Linked DNA regions of Anser cygnoides: region 2 is linked to region 1. A link is a contact called in public Hi-C data. All regions are on one chromosome and are shown on one strand. The core of a region is the stretch at or near the end of the contact, and the rest is flanking DNA. Distances in the headings are between cores, read along the strand shown.

Region 1 (2,988 bases), core at 343-2,842:
GTGTGCATTTGGGAAGAGCCTTCCTCACCCATGCAGGATCTGGCCTCGCTGCCGGCGTCCAATGCCCAGTGCCACCCTTTGCTTTGTGCAGCGCTTTGGCTGGCCCTGCTTAATGTCAGCTGCTCCCGAGCGCCAGGTTTCAAGGAAAGGTAGTGAGTAAACACTGCTCAGAGCAATAAACCCTCAGCCGTTGCCCTTCCGTACCGATGGCGCGATAAGCTGGGCGCAGGTAGCTTAGCAACTGGATAACGTGGGGACAGACGGAGGCTGCCTCCGCACGGGGCCGCGGGTGGGGGACTCCGGCGGCAGCGCCAGGTTTTGGGGCCGAGGGCTGGAAGCTGCTCACACACTGGTGGTGGGGAGAGGGAAGGCGGTCTAAAGGCCGAGGTGGTGCTTGCCTGGAGCAGAGGGGTGTGAATGTCGGGGTCCAAGTGCTGATCCCCAGGCAGAGCGAGAAATGAGGCTGCCTGGGGGACGCGCAGCTTCCTTGCTTTCTGAACCCATCGTGACTGCACGGGGGGAACTATCCCCGGGGCTTTTTGCAGGCCTGGCTGGATTCTGGCTGGCAGACGGGGCAAAACCCAGCTTGTGGCAGTCCCCCTGCCTGCAGCACCCTCTGTGCCCTCCACCCCATCCTTCCCTGCTGCTTGCCCCCTTTCTCCCCCCAGAGCATCGGCCCGCCTGCTGTTTTGGTGGGTACAGCATGTCCGTGCTTTCATGTGCACTTATTTCTTTAAACACACATGCTTTTCATTAGGGAAACGCAATTATTTTGTTTTCTTTTGCTGGCTTTCCACTGCTAAGGCATTGGATTTTCTTATTTTTTTTTGCCTGCAGGACACTATTGTGCAACCAAGGCAAAGGAACCAGCATGGGAAACTGAGAGCCCATCCCTAAGGGTTTTCTGGAGATGAAACAACCCTCCCTGCCCAAATCAGCAGCTTCCCTTTGAAGCGTGGCTCCTCACCTACGGGGAAGAAAGGTGAAGGGGACAGCCTGGCATGAGTGGGACTGCGGGCAGGGCTGGAGTTGGTTGTGCCACGAGGCCCCCACTGCCTCTTGCTCACCTCCCCTCTGCTGTGAAAAACCTGCTCAGAGCCCACATGGGCCGTGCAGATGGAGCACGAGTGGGGCTCACTCCTAAGGTAGGATTTGAGCAGGGGCCACGCTCGCTGTGCTGACAAACCTTTCCCTCCCCCTGCGGAGGAGCCAGCAAGCTGTGGCTCTGCTAATTCAGAGCTGCCCGCGTTACTCATTAACCACAGCACAGAGCTCTGCTCCTTCCTTCCTCTCCTCCTGCCTCTTAAGGGCTGCAGCTGCCGCCTTAAACCCTCCTTCCCCATCCTTCCCCAGCGAAGCAACAGCTGCGTTGCCCGCCGGCGGCTTACCATCGCCCGCCGGTGTCCGCGGCCTCCGTCCCGGTCCAGGCTGGGCGTTGCGCACCGTACCGGAGCCCGACAGTGGGGTTGGGGCCACGGGAGGCGTGGCGAGGGGTCGGGTCCACCCACGGCAGACCGCTGCCCGTGCCCCACGCGTTTCCCAACACCGCCCGGCAGCGGTCGCCCGCCCGCTGGGCTCGGGGATGCTGGAACACGGGCCCCTTCAATCCCCGCATGGGGAGCGGTGGTCGTCCTGCTCTACCCATCCCTTTCCCATCGGGATGTTTTCCTAAGCTGTTGCAGGATGGAGAAGGGCAGTTACAAGCCCCTGGGTGCTGCCGGCAGCACATGTGATGAATTTGATGCTCTCACGTGTGCCTCCCGGCCCTTCGTTGCTCCATGCAGTGACAATCACGAGCTTAGGGCTGCGTTGTATGGGGACAGCCTGGATCGTTTCACAGCATGGTGATGAGCCGGGTTAATGCAGGGACTGTGCGCGATACAGTGCCTCTGTGCATTTTCAAGGCGTTTCCTCCTGTTGCTGAGGGAACCGTGTTCCCACGGATGCTGCGCGCTGTTCCCCAGCGTGTGTTTGCTCTCCAGGGCTGCCGGATTTGTGCCCGCGTCCTGCGGCTTGTCGCCTGCTAAACCCGCTCACGTGGTGGGCAATCTTCCAGTGCTGACAGTTCTGTGCCTTGCTGATGTACGTGATGTTGTGCAAGCCCAGCAAGCAGCGAGGACAGAAATTCAGCACCCCGCTGTACCCTGATGCCTTTCCTTACCCTTGAGCCTACTAATTTTGGGAACTTTTTAATATAGTGTGACACACGCCCCTTGTAGATACTCATGCATATCTTGTTTTCCACTTTCAGAATTCTTGAGTGCCACAGAGACTATTTGTTTCTCCAGCAGGCATGTTAGAGGGAAGCAAATTCTTCTGCTGTGGTAATGAAAAAGAAAAATGAGAATCTTTTCTGTCCTGGGAGAGCCTCTGCCTCCATCCAGGGAGAGGAGACTTGGAAGGCAATGTAGCACCTGGGAAGAAAATAGTTGTCTGCAGATATGAAGCTGGAGGCTTTGATATGGAAGGCAAGAGGAGTTTCATACTGTTTTCAGCAATGAAACCAGGAGGTGGGATTGTTTGTAGGGTCGGGAAAGGCTAGCAGAATATTTTCTTGGCATTGATTTGAATTGCAGGACTGGCACTCGGACTAGCACAACCCCAGGGAAGTGCCCCTGTAAACAGTGGTGTAAGCAGGAGGTAAATGAAGCCATGTTATAGCAAAGGAGCAGGTGGAAATATGGATGTTGTAGGTAATAGCTATGCCCGAGTCATGTTAGCTGCAGTCTTCTGAAGAAAACACAGTGACAGTTCTGATATTGACTTGTCAGGGCCTCAGGCACACCTTGGTTAGGTGGCAGTGCCTCTCCTGGCCTCCCTATTGATTTGGAGAGGGGAGGAAGCAATCTCCCACCTCTTATGGTGCCCTGCTTTCCCTCTGTGGTTTTCGTTCCAGCCCAGCTGGGAGCAGATCCTATTTACTTTGCCAATGCACGCTGCCAGTGCAGAGCAATTGACAGACACCTCAGCTTGTTAAAGGTGAGAATT
Region 2 (2,707 bases), core at 20-2,519, 370 kb after region 1:
AGACAGAGTTTCTCCACCGAACTGCCCACATACCGGTACAGCAGAAGCGCGCTTCCTGGAGTATAACAGTAGTGCACAATTCCGCAATGTCTGCAGCCTGCCAGTTGGTTACACCTACGGCTTTCAAACAGCTACTCAGGCTTTTCTTTATCCGACTGGTGAAATATGGCAGGTTTAACGAATAGGCTGGATGTTTACAACATTTTATTTAAAGGAAAATTCTCAAAATAAGAAGCCTAGGTGAATCAGTCCACTGCTGTATCATTGCACCTTTAATGTGGGGGTCTCTGTGCCACAGCCTGAAGGGATACACCCCTCTAGTCAGCCCAGGAATCATTTCTACAGCTGTCTAGCTTCCTCAAAACACAAAATGCAAACATTGCCCTTGCTAATCTCTAGCCCTAACGGTAAACACGGAACATTTCTTATTTCCCCACCACCACTTTCACATGGGCACCAACCAACAACAACGCAGTACAGAGACAAAGCGATGGGATTTTCCATCTGGAGCCGTAAACCCAAACAAAACAAGGCTGTTAAAAGCACATAACAGAAAGGGCTACCTCTTGGTGTCTCAAAGAGGATTAGCACTGAGCCGTCCCTGAAGTGGCAAAGATAAATGGGGCCTCTTGGCCAGCTGCTGGAAGCAGGACAGCTTCTAGCAAGCACCCTTACAGAGCTCTAGGTCATGCAGGTGCCTTTCCCTAATCATCGCTAGGAGAAACATGAAATAACACGGTGGTGCTGTTAATGCAGAGCCCCCTGAGCCCGGCAGTGCTAAGGGGGCTCCCCACAGCCCCCTCCCCTGCCTGCTGCTCCCCCCGCCTCCATTTCCCCACCCCTGCTCCTCCGAGGCCGCTTCTCCCCCAGGCCCAGCACCGTTAAACCCGGCAGCCGGGCCCGGCAGCTCCGTGGCTGCTAGAAAAAAAAATAAATAAACACTTTTATACCCTCCCTCGCCCCCAACACGGCCGGAGGTCACCGCAAGGACCCCGGGGGCTGCGGGAGGGAGGCGAGGGGAGGCCGGGCCGGGGGGATAGGGCTAGCCTGGAGGTGTTGGGAGGCCCGAGGGTGCCGAGGGGAGGCCCGGGGGTGCCGGGGTCCGCCCGTGCCGCTTACCGGCCGCCAGCAGCGCCAGCAGCCCCAGAACCGGCGCCGCCATCGTCCCGCGCCCGTCTGCAATGCGGCGCCGCCGCCGCGCCGCGCCCTATTTATAGGCTGCGCCGCGCATGCGCGCTCGGCGCCCCGCCCCCGTGCGCGCCCCCGCTCCTGCGCGTGCGCGAGGGGAGGGTCGCGCCCGGCGCCCCCTCCCCTCCTCTCTCCCTCCTCCTTGCTGGAGCCGCGCAGGCGCTGTGCGGCTCGGGGTGAGAGGGGCGCGAAATGGCGGCCGCGGGGCTACGTCACGGCCCGAATAAACGTTCCCAGTAAACGTCCCCGTCTCAATAAACGTCCCTGTCCTCATAAACACCACGGCCCTAATAAACGTTAATTTTAATGACAATTATCAAAGCCTGGGCTGGCTTGATGCATCCCAGCCCCTTCCCCTGCACTGATGCAGCCCACTGAAAGAACAAATTGTAAAAATACAAAACGCAGAATGCTTTTCTGAACCTGTGCTGGGGGCTTCCCGTTGCGGGAGAAAGGGTCCCACTGAGCCCTGATTACCTCCCAGGGACGTTCCCCAGTCTCACTTTGACTCACAGAGCCTCAGTGCCTCACATCTGAAGCACTCACAGTCTGCAAGGCTCACCCTTCCTCTTTCAGTTCGTTTTTCTTCGTTTCTTTCTGAAGATGATGCGAGCAGGAGCATTGTACAGTCTTAAATGGCTCCTCCAAGACAGGTGCACATTCCTTTTACCTCACAAGGCCACCACAACTCAGGTCTCACCCAGTGTTTTACAGGACACAAAGATCACTCCATAGCTGGGCTTCATGCAAGTCCTGCCTTCATAGGACCAGCCAATCACAACTACATCTTTTATTTTAATTAATCAACAGTTATTGCAAGTGTGTGTGCAGATCTTCAAGATACTGCCCTTCAGACAAGTGCATACCCAGCATTACCGCGTTAGGTCCCTACCTACCTGTACATTTCTCAAAGACTAGACTTGTTGATAACATGTAAAGGTTTCTGTGCAGTTTAAAGGTTTGGGGGAAGTGGATCTGCTTTGTTTCATTTTGCATGTCTATATCCAAACAAGGGAAGACATACTTCTCTTATGAAGATCTTTTTAAAGTCCCAAGCCAAGCTAAGAAGCCACTGTGGGCAGCTGTTGGTTATCCTGTTCTTCTTTGTGAGCAGACACACCAAGAGTGCCCCACAGCTTCATCCAGAGCCTCCAAAGACCACAAGCAGCAGGACCAGGGACTCTTAGGTATTTCCTAACTAAATCCGATGGACAGAACCAACCAGACAGAAAGCCATCGTGAACAGCAATTTTGGCCGGAGCAAGCAAACAACCTTTACTCTGGTCCTAAAGCCACCTTGCATAGGCAGGGCCTGGCATGCCTCTCTTATCTCTTGTGTGCACAAAGTGTTGATAAGGCACCTTAACTTTCTAAGCCAACAGTCAGCTACTAGCTTGGGAACACACACACACACAAACAGCTTTGTGAAGAAGAATATTTAGAAGCGGGGTGGGGGTAAAATAAGACTGTTTGGAAAAGGAGAGCCATTTCAGCAGGCGGGGTGTCTCTGGTGCCACCC

The links. Hi-C and Micro-C count contacts between places; a contact is called where the count stands out from the background.
Region 2: a contact with region 1 is called in a Hi-C map of liver, with 2.4 times the contacts expected there. The contact joins the promoter of LOC106030828 here to the promoter of PCBD1 in region 1. A contact is called at or near these places in 2 of 7 Hi-C or Micro-C datasets (both in liver).

The regions. Positions count from the first base shown.
Region 1 is chr7:24,863,523-24,866,510 of Taihu_goose_T2T_genome, forward strand. PCBD1 (pterin-4 alpha-carbinolamine dehydratase 1) reads right to left here and starts at 1,593. Exons shown (of 4, transcript XM_013172606.3): 1 at 1,389-1,593. The coding sequence starts at 1,391.
Region 2 is chr7:25,234,334-25,237,040 of Taihu_goose_T2T_genome, forward strand. It overlaps LOC106030828 (prosaposin), which reads right to left and starts at 1,270. Exons shown (of 15, transcript XM_048069525.2): 1 at 1,120-1,270. The coding sequence starts at 1,162.